2 separate regions of the Ovis aries genome follow, and region 1 is linked to region 2. Evidence: chromatin contacts called from public Hi-C data. All regions are on one chromosome and are shown on one strand. The core of a region is the stretch at or near the end of the contact, and the rest is flanking DNA. Distances in the headings are between cores, read along the strand shown.

Region 1 (5,036 bases), core at 1,257-3,756, 140 kb before region 2:
CACTCAACGATGGGCTGATCACGACCGGGGGGCCCAGATCCAAAGCATCCACCACAGCTGCCAGGAAGCTGCTGGGGACCAGCTCCCCAATAGGGGCAGGTGCTTTGGCTTCCTTGGAGCGTCCCAGACCTGCAGGGATTCAGGTGTGGGAGAGACAAACGTGTGTAAGAAGACAGCAGAGAGATGGTCCCTTCCTCCAGAAAGCCCTCCTGGGTCAAGCTCTGTGTCAGGTTCCTGCAACATGCATGCAGTTATTCCTACAGAAACCTAGGTCTGTTGTACCTGTGGCAAGCATAAGGCATTTCCCTCCATGTTTGTGCCCACCTCCACCAGAACAGTGTCCTCAAAGAATCAGGCTCTGAAGCCCCACATGGCTGGATCCAAGTCCCGGTGATCCACTTACTATGTAACCCTGGGAAAGTGCCCTTAGCCCTCTCTCCGCTGTTCAGTTTCCCCACCTGGGAGGTAACAAAAGTATCTGCTGTTTGAGATTGTTGTGAAAATTAAGTGAGTTAACTGCTTCAGAGGCACCTGTCCCAGGGCTGGCAGGGTAAATGCCCTCCAGGACAGGGGACAAGGGGTGGTCTCTGCACACATATCTCCCCTGTGGTTAGTCAGTCCCTACCTTCTGCAGAAGGATTAGTTCATGGCCTTGGCTTGGAAGTTCGGCCCAACCCACTGTCAGAACCAATCCTGTCCCGTCCTGGAGGCCCGCCCTTGGGCACTGAAACCATACCAGCCATGACCAGAGATGGAAGGAGGTCGGCCATGCTGCCCCTTTCACACTTGGCACCGTGGGCTGGAGCCTGCCAGTTGAGGTTATGACTGGCAGTCTAGCGCTGCCCTTCCCTCCCTCGGGACCTAACTTAGGGCTTTGTAGGTGGGATCATGACCATGGGCTTAGCCACCCCCAAAGGTGCCAGTGGACACTTCTTAGGGCTTCCAACAGGGCTGGTGGTTACAGCTCTTTCAAAACATTTTACTTGCCATCTGCTGATTGCTAATTATTCTGTGTTACGTACTGGTCACATACTCACATGGAGCATCTCAGTCCTTTCCCATTAAAACCATCCTCCAGAATGGGTGTGGTTATCCCTCATTACAGATAAGGAAACAGGCTCAGAGACACTGAGACACTGCACCAGGCAACACAGATGCAGCTGAGTAGTGTCCAGACCACATCTGGATGGACTAGAGAAGCTTGAAGGCCCTGTAGTGTGCGCTCTGACCTGTCTAGCTCCGGGATCAGCCTGGCTACATCCCCCCAGTCCCCCAGCCCCGGGTGCCCAGTGAGGCCCCTACAACCCCTGTCCAGAAGCCTGCCCCCGCCCCCCGAGTTACCTGGCAGGTCAATGGCCACAGCCCGATAGCCAGCCTGGGCCAGCCTGTGCAGCGTGCCCAGGTTCTGCCAGGTTTCGGAGGAGAAGCGTATGCCATGCAGCAGCAGCACGGAGAAGCGGGCGGCCTGCCCACCACCGGGGAGAGCCTCTCGGAAGAAGAGGCTCTGGCCCTGCACCTGGATGGCGCCCTCGCGCTGCTCCACGCCCGCCATACCTGCTGCTGTGCTGGTGCCACAGAACGCCCTGCCCACGTGGAGCAGGGAGGCTGCCCTAGAGAGGGCAGGGGTCTCTCCTGTAGCAGCAAACGAGGCTCCCAGAACTCTAGGCGCACGCCTTGGGTGGGGAAAACATAGGTGTTATTTCTGCCTCTGCCACTGCCTAAGTGCCTTAGTCTCCTCATCTGAACTATGGGACGTGAACGTCCAGCTCAAGAATGTATGAGCTAAAAAAAAAACCAAACATAATTGAGTGGGCCTGCCTTTGGAAAGAACTCAATACATGGGGCTCCCATTACAATTATTGTTCCCATTGTTATTATCCTTTCCTACCTTTGGGGATAATACAATAGAACTTAGCTCCTAGGTGGTAGATAGGATTAAATGAAGCCAGGCGTGTAAAACACTCCCTGTGCCTAGCACACAGTAAGCATAGTAAATGTATCAACAGTAAGTAGCTGACTATTCTGCTTATCAGCCTTTTCCTCCTCCAGGAATTGCTATAGGTCATGGATTGGCACCGCAGTCCCAAAGGAGTCGGGGCTGGAGTGAAAAAAAAAAAAAAAAATCTATTTTCCGGAGCCGGAAACCGGAGCGCTGAGCGGGGAAAAGCTTTGGAGTTCCGGCCGACGAAGCCCGCGAGGTGCTCAGCGCGCTGCCCGCTGAGGCCCAACACACTGTCGCCGAGGCCAGGCACGCTCTCCGGCACCGCCACCTCTGGCGCTCTCCCCTCCGAGGACCTCGGCTGTGGATCGCAGGGTCTGGTAAGGTGCACGCAAAAGCCGAGGAGGGCAGACCCTAGTAAGGGGGCCTGGGGAGCCAAGATAAGAAGGGGAGAAACTTTGCGGTGGGTGGGGCTGGGGTCTAACTAGAGAAAGGAAGAAAGGGTCGGAGGGCGGAGGATAGGTACCTGGGGAGCTGCGCGAGGAGGCAGGCGAGAAGGCGGCGACTGGGGCCGGGGCGGGGAAGCAGGGAAGGGGCTGGTGCGGGGAAGGAGGGAGGTGGCCCGCCAGAGGGCGGGGGCTGGGCCGTGCTCCAGGGCGCCCGCTTGTGGCGGCAATCCGTCGCAGGGAGGTGGGTGCTGCTATGCTAGACCCATCTTCTCACAGGGTCTCGGTTTCCCCATGCCCCTCGACCCCATGTACCCCAGACTGGGTCGGACCCAGAGACCCTGAGCAACCTGCCCCAGGTGCATATGGTTTATCTTGACAAGAAGGGTTCCTTTGGGGTCTCATCGCTCCTGCTCCCTCCCCATCTCCCGCCCCCTCTCATCCCCTGACTGAGCTGCCCAAGCCCAGAGTTTTCAATCTGGAGCACAGCGGAAGCCAGACTGATTAGAGTGCGAAGTTTTGCCAATGTCTGGCCTTGATCGATTTCCCAACTGCCCTGAGCATATTTCCTTGCCTGTAGAGTGGGAGTGGTGCTGCCTGCTTCACAGAGTGCTAATGAGGGAATGCTGCCTGTTCCTCCCATCCTCCCTGTTCCAGGCCTGGCCACACAGGCTAGGGACAGGTCGGAGCTGGTCACATGTCACTAACCAGGATAGATGACTTATAGAGACATGAAGGAGCCTAGAGGCCACCAGGGCCCTGGCTGAGTGCATGCGTGTCTCTGCGTGTCTGTGTGTGTGTGTGTGTGTGTGTGTGTGTGTGTGTGTGTGTGTGTTTGCAGGGGTCAGGGAAGTGGCTGACCAGAGGCCCGGGGCTGCTTCAAAACAATACTAATATCTGGCAGTTACACAGTGAAGCTTCCATTCCAGACGTTAGGTCCTTAAGACAACCCTCTGCGGGTGACAACCCTTTGTCGGCCTAAAGACAACCCTTATCCTTAACCCTGCCATACAGACCGGAGACTAAGGGTGGAGTCACGCTGGTGGGAAGAAGTCGGGTGACTTCTCTTTAGGCCCCAGCTCTCAGGCCGAAAAACAACCTGGAAAATCTGGAGGGTGGGAAGTGGGGCCGGGCCTCTGTGCTTTGGGGGTGCCTCCCCCCAGTGTCCCTTGCAACTTGGCTGCCAGGCGCGGGACTGAGAGCGCGGACTGCGCAAGCGCACTGAGGCTCTCCGCCACCTAGTGACCGCAGCGGCCCACAGAGTGGTGGAAGCAGCGCCAGCCTCGCGGCGCCGTTTGACCGCTGGTTGCATCGGAGCAGAGCCCGCCCAGCGGTGGCGGGTCCAGTCATCCCGGTTGGCCCGGTAAGTGTCCCCGGCGAGTGAGGCCAGCAGGTTGCCCGGGGCGGCCACTCTTGCCCCGCCCCTTGCCCCTTGTCCCCGGAGCCTGGGGCAGAGTCCTGCCGGAGGGGCCGCGCTAGGGCAGCCAGTGTGCTTGTTTGTGTCCCTTTGTCACGTGTGTGCACCCGCTCAGTTGTTGGCAGTGTGTTCTTGTGGGCCTGGGGGATGTGTGTGTGTGATGTGTGTCCGTTTCTCTGTGTGCCTGCGCTGGGGGGCAGTATGTCAGTCTATCTGCCCGCTTGTGTCTGTGTATGTCTACTGTGTGGCTTTAAGGGTGTATATCTACCTGTATGTATGTGTATTTCTGAAGCTCTATGTTTGGGTGTCTGCCTGCCTGTACCTCCAAATACATGTTCTTGTGTACGTGTGTAGTTTTAGGATTGTGTGTATGACTGTGTGCTTGAGATATGAGGGTCTGCATATGGTTTTAAAAGCTTGTGTGTGTGTGTGTGTGTGTGTGTGTGTGTACCTGAGCGTCTGCCTTCCTGATAACTGATGTATGTGTGATTTTGAGGGTGTATTTCAAGGTATCGATTGTACACAGGCCCGTGCATGTGCAAGGAGGCTGTGTGTCCATGCAGGGACTAGCCTGTACAAAGGAAAAGTGTTTGGGGACAAGAGTTTGTGTGCATGTCTGTACAGCTGTGCGTTGAAACGGATGCCGAGGACCTCATGTGGGTACAGTGCCTCCCCTCCCCCTCTTCCATCTCTGTAGCATACTGTTGTTTATTGCCCCAGCTACCTGGGTTGCCATAGCAACGGCTGAAGTCCCATTCCTTCCTACCTGGAGAGGTGCCCCAGGCCCACCACAGGAGAGGTTCAGCATGGATACTCTGCTTGGTGGGAACCTAGGTTGATGTGTTGGATGCTTGCATCCGAGGCTGGTGGTGGGCAGAAAGAAGAGAGGAGTGTATTCTGCCTCCACGCAGCTCCTGGTTCTGCTCCAGAGGGGCTGCCACTGCCCAGTCACCACCTGACCCTGGAGACTGGGGCTGGGGGCTTGGGAAACATCCCCAAAACTTCTGGGAGAGGTGGGTAAGGTCCAAGGCGATTTCTCAGCTCCGATCTAGGGCCAGTGCCCAGCAGGCACTCAAATAAAGACATGTTCACTGGAATCCAGGAACAAGGATTCCTAGACCCAAAAAATGATGATAGGCTAGCCCTTGGTCAGGCCCCCTGTATTACTGAAACCTCATAGAAGGCTTGGGAGAGCAGCTGCAAGGTCATTTTCTCCATTTTACTGACAAACAAG
Region 2 (5,449 bases), core at 2,830-5,329:
ACAGATTCACGTGGAACACGTTGTCTGACCTTGAAATTTGGGGCAGGATAAGGGGGGTGGTGGAGAAAAGCCTCCAGTGGTGGTGATACACCAAGATAATGGGGAAGCCTGGTCCCCAAACCCAGGTGATCCCAAGTAAAACCACTTCCTGCTGGCTTTATTTTTAGCTCTTTAAGGGGTGTGGCTGGGTCTTGGGGAGGCCGGTGCTTCATCCCCTCTCTGCCCCCGCCGTCCTCGAGTCCTGTGGGGTCTTTGAGCCTCACTTCCTTCTCTTGTGACACAGGGAGCACGGTTCCCCCCACCTCTATATCCTGTTCTATCCCCTTCCCCTGATGTAAAGGGGCCTTCAAGGAGGATAAAAGCACCTACAAATCAGGCTCAGCCCTGGAAAGTCGTGCGGCACCCCCTTCACCCCACACCTCGCTGGGGAGACCACGAGTGCTGAGGTGGCACCCATACCCTCTTGGGCACGTCCTCAGGGCAGAGCGGGGAAGCTTCGGATAGCCCCTGACACAACCCCTCCCCCGCCCCAGCTTCCTTCCTTCCTCCCAGCCAGGCACCTAGTTTTGGTTCCCAGTAAGCGGATGAGGCGGGGAAGCCTCCCACTTCCTGTTATTAAAGCTAGCCCGGCCCAGCTGACACCAAAACGCCCTCCACTGGACACAGCCGCCAGCGGGAAAACGCTGCCCGGAGGCTGGGCAGAACACTGGTCACCAGCCTCAGAGATTACATTCACCCCCTCGTCCAGTATCCCTTTCCTGAATCCCGGGGATGGCCGAGCCAGGGACGGTGACCTGCCGACTGATTGCTTCCAGCTGGCCGAGAGGAAGCGGGCAGGGAGGTCAGAGATAAGGAGCCCGAGTCAGCCGAGGCTGCGGATGCAGGGGCTCAGAGGGCGCGGAGCCAGATGGCAGAGCATGCTGATGTGGGGGAGGCCTTCCCCTGCCTCCCCTCGCCGTCTGGACACCGAGCCAGCCCCACAGGCTGCCGGGAACGTCTGAAGCCACCCCAAGGCTCCTTGGGTCAGCACATCCCAAGAGCTGCCAGGTCGGGGTGGGCCTCTGGCTCTAGACTACCCTTCAGCCCCCTCAGGTGCACAGTAGAGGCCAAAGGCACCGTGACAGCCCGTCCTCAAGAAACACGTGCTGAGGTGTGACGCAGGGCAAGTGAGACCGTGGGAGGTCTGAGCTCCAAACAGCACAGCCAGAAAACCCAAGGTGTCTGGACAGCAGAGTCCACGCTGCTCCAGCAGCTGTGGAGAGCCCGCAGGTCCGGGCCCCGCTCTGGCCCCGAGGGCCTCGGTGACTCACAGTGGGCCCTGGTACACCCATTGGCACAGGCTGGCACACGCAGGGCTCCACACAAGCCTCGACAGGCCCAGAGGTACCCAAGCCAGGCACGGGCGACACCCGGAGCCCACACATCTCGACACGCACGCCTGCCCCCCTGCCTGAGCGCAGGAGCTCTTACCAATGAAGCTGATGGCCTCGGGGAAGAACTGGGAGAGGTTCTGGCTCCAGTGGTCAGAGATGGGGATCTGCTTGTAGGTGAACTCGCCCCCGTGCTCAAAGGCGTTGGGCAGGTTGGGCGTGACGTTGAGGATATACTTGATGCCGTACTTGCCGAGCACGTCCAGGTTGGTGGAGTCCTTGGCACAGCCGAGGTAGAGGTAGGGCAAGATCTGAACAGGGAAGGCCGGCTGGCTGGGCGGCGCGGGGCTGCCGTCCGACTCGGTGGCGCTGCTGGGCAGCTCTCGGTCTGACTCCCCGTCCGAGCAGTCGGAGCTGATGCGCAGCCCCCCCAAGCCCAGCACCGCGGCGGGCGGCGAGCCGCTGGGCGAGGACGCGCCGTCCACGGTGGTCTCGCAGTGCTCCGAGTATTCTGTCTGGAACTTGTTGAAGCCACCTGTGGCCCCGGGCGGGGGGTAGGGGTGGACAGGGCCCGCGTGAGGCCGACAGGGCCACTGGCCAGTGTCCCCAAACAGGGCTCTCCACAGCAAGGGCCCGCCACCAGCAACGGGCAACACAGGCAGTGCAGAGTATTTACACATGTGCCCTCTCTCCCGCTTTCTCATCTGTCCTGTGGCCCACTTTACAGATGGGGAAACTGAGACCCCAAGTGGTACAGTAACATGCCTGAGCACCATACCCTAACCCATAGGGCCTCAGGGCGCCAGCCACACCACTGACTTTAGGGCACTCGAGGACAGAATCCAGCCCATGCCTCTTCCACAGCTCCCCTGCATCAGGCACCCATGGGTGCTCAGTAATTGCTAAGCAGTAAAGGAAAGCAAACAACCCCATCTCAGGCCAATACCTCTGGGTTTGCAAACCCTCTTACAGAAGAGATCACAGGCCAGAGCTGCATCTGGGTCAGCTCGAGGCAGAGGGCCTGGGCCTTCGACTGGGAATCCGGCGCTTGCCCCCACTCCCCACCACTGCCAGGGAGGGTAGTGAAGGTATCAGCTGGTTCTGTCCCCCAGCAGGAGCAAGTTCATAAAAGGGGTCCTGGCTCCTCTTCTCCATAACCCACCTTAGAACTCAAGGTACCCCGACCCTGGCCTTGGACCCACAGAAGGGGAGGCTGCTGGGGGCTATACAGGGACAAGAAATGGGGAGCGCGCTGCAGCTAAGCATGGGCCCTGCGCCCGAGGGTGCCGCAGGCCTCCCCTCCCCTCCCGTCTGCCCGCCCCGCTGCCAGCAAGAGGCCATTTTGGAATGTTAATTGGAAACACCGGCTGCAGTCACTCGCCTCCCAGGGCTGCCTCCCCCTTCCACCACCTCTGGGGTGGCTGGCCAAGGACTTGGGGGTCTCGGAAAACCAAAGCTGGGGCAAGGGACACTCCTTACAGCCCTGCCCCAAGCACTTCCAAGAGGTGGCGATTCCCCAGTGACAAGCCCCACATGGGGATCCTCCGAGTCCCCCAAACTCTCCCTCTGCCCTGGCAGGGCTGAGGGTGGTGATTAAAGGTTCCTGTCCTAACTCTGGCCTTCCAGGGACACCCATTCCAGGCTGGAGGAGCTGAACTGGTGCCCAGGAGGGCACCCTCCCTCCTTTGCCGGGCTTCAGGGGGGAACCTGGGAGCTACCATGGCCCCAACAATGGGGAAAAAAGGAAAGCCCAAGTGGGGAAAAGTTTGTTCAGACCACTCGGATCATGCCCGGAAAGGGACGTAGAGGGGGCTACTGTACCAGCCTACACCCGCACAGCTTGGGCAGGGAGCCCTGGAGGGGAGGATGCGAGCGGGGGAGACGTGGCGCCGGCTGGACAGGCCGGGCACGGGGAGAGAAAGCCGCCTCCGTCGGGGGCATCCGGGAGCCACGGGAGCGCCCCAATTCCAGACTGGGTCTCGCTGCCGCCCTTACCTTGGAGGTAGTAGGCCTGGCAGCCGTCGTCGCGCAGCTTTTGCAGGAGAAGGCCAAGCACCGAGGCGGGAGCGCCGGGCTCTGGCTGCCATTCGGCCGTGGCCTCGTCGTAGAGCAGCACGGTGGCCGCCTTGCAGCGCGTAGCGAAACGCTCCTTGTCGGCGTGGTTGGGGATGATGGAGCGAATGGGCAGGTTGCCTTTGCGGAGGCGGCGCAGCATGAGACCCGGGATGGCCAGGTTGATGGCCGTCTCGATGTGTGACGACTCGAAGAGCTCGTGCGGCCGGCAGTCGAGCAGCAGCAGGGACGCGCCGCCGCGCGCCTCCAGCTCCTCCTGCAGCCACTCGGCGCTCTTGCAGGGCATGGCCCCTGCGCCCGCCGCCGCGCCTGCCCCGGTGCCGGCGCCAGATCCAGATCCCGCACCGGGCTCCGACCCCGCCCCGGTGTCCCCAGACGCCGACGCCCCCGAGGCCGACATGTGCGCCCGCGCTGGGGGGCCGCGGAGCTGGTTTTTCATGGGGAGCGCGGGCGGCCCGGGGCCGGGGCCGGGCAGCCCTGCCCTGGGACGGCGCCCCGGCCGCGCGGGCCCCAGCCGCGTCTCCGGGCGCCCGCCTCCCGCCGAGCTGCTCGCCCGCCGCCCCGGCCTCCCGGCCTCCCGGCCTCCGTCCCGCCCGGCCCTCCGCGCGCTCCGCGGCCTGACAGCCCCAATTAAACAGCGTCTCAGGCGGCCGCGCGCCCAGGCGTCCTCGAGGGGGGCGGGGCCGCGCCGCGGCTCCCGAGCTTAAAGGCGCCGCTGCTCCGCCGCCCCTCCCCACGGGGTCTGTGGGCACGCGAGCGGTGCCCTAAGCCCGGAGACCAGCCCCCTGGCCTTCGCTCGGCCTCAGCGCTGCCGCTCAGAACCCACTAAAACTCTCCCAGAGGCCCAACCAAGACACTCCTGGGTCCTATCCCGGAGCTCCCAGTTCTGTGCCTGTCCCAAGAGCTGTCCTCGGGGGACCCGCTCCAGGGATCCTCTCCCCTACATTCCCGCAGTCTCCCGGGGATGGAGCGGAGGAAAGGGGCTATCAAGCTGAGCCGAAGTCCTGTCGACTCCACTGATTCATGAACAACTCCCAGCGAGTTCAGCACACGGGAACTGAACACCTACTCCGTGCCATTCCCTGGGCACCTAGGCTGTCACCGTTTCAGGCGGCTGCACAGTCCTAAAGAGGGCTCTGCGTTTGGAGACCTGAGGGGTCGTCTCACTCCAGCAGGTCCGAGGGGGAAAGCAGGACTAGGCAGCTAAGAAGGTAGGAAGGCCCAGGGCCGTGCCACCCTCCGCGGGCTAGATTGTAGAAATCCCCAAAAGGACCGGCCCTGGGAAGAGACAGCGGGACCTTTAAGAAAGCTTTACAAGCGGAGTGGTGACAGGCGCGGAGTGAAGCGCCACGTGACTTTTCCACAGGACCGGGGTGGGAGGGAGGGGGCCCCCTCTGTAATCTGCTCTCCTCCCACCTTTCCTAACTGTCGAATCAACTTTAATGACAGGCGGGACGCACCACGCAGAGCGCCAATCGCAGCCGAAGGAGCGGGGCAGAGGGAAGGCGGGGCCCGCCAAAAGTTCCACCCAGCGCGGGCTGGGCGGGGCCTCAGCGGCACTGGCTGCGGGTGGCAGGCTGGCTGGCTCCGCGGAGGAGGTGAATGGAGCCGCAGGTAGCCCTGGAACAAAGCGGCTCCACTAGCGCGGCGCGCGTGCGCGGGGCCTGCCGCGCTTCCCCTAAGGAGTCAGGGCTGTCTGCGCTGGGGAGTCCGTCCCTGGCTGATCCTGCAGTCCGTCCGGTCCGTTCCCTGCCCGGCGGAGTGCGCCCACATCCTTGGGGCTTACCCCCTCCCACTCTGCCCGAGGCTGGGCGGCTCCCCGCCACCCTGCCTCTACATCCTGGAGGGAATCAGGGTCAGAGATGAATGGCGGCGGTGCCTGAGATTTGCCAGAGTGCGTGCCTCTGGAACCTGCAGGAGTTGAGCTTTCTGACCAGGTAGAGGAGCGGCCCTGCGGCATTCCCCGCTACCCACCTCCCCACTAACGCCCTTTTGTCCTCGCGGAG

What was found. A called contact is a pair of places that touch in the nucleus more often than the background predicts.
Region 1: a contact with region 2 is called in a Hi-C map of skin fibroblasts, with 2.1 times the contacts expected there. The contact joins the promoter of ABHD14B here to the promoter of DUSP7 in region 2. A contact is called at or near these places in 2 of 16 Hi-C or Micro-C datasets (blood and skin fibroblasts).

The regions. Positions count from the first base shown.
Region 1 is chr19:49,032,001-49,037,036 of ARS-UI_Ramb_v3.0, reverse strand. It overlaps ABHD14B (abhydrolase domain containing 14B), which reads right to left and starts at 2,506. Exons shown (of 4, transcript XM_004018416.5): 1 at 2,466-2,506; 2 at 1,342-1,673; 3 at 1-129. The coding sequence starts at 1,552. ABHD14A (abhydrolase domain containing 14A) reads left to right here. Exons shown (of 6, transcript XM_027957573.3): 2 at 2,050-2,319. The coding sequence starts at 2,065.
Region 2 is chr19:48,895,904-48,901,352 of ARS-UI_Ramb_v3.0, reverse strand. DUSP7 (dual specificity phosphatase 7) reads right to left here and starts at 4,079. Exons shown (of 3, transcript XM_027957564.3): 1 at 3,366-4,079; 2 at 1,471-1,905. The coding sequence starts at 3,882. LOC121817246 (a long non-coding RNA gene) reads left to right here and starts at 4,988. Exons shown (of 3, transcript XR_009597514.1): 1 at 4,988-5,449.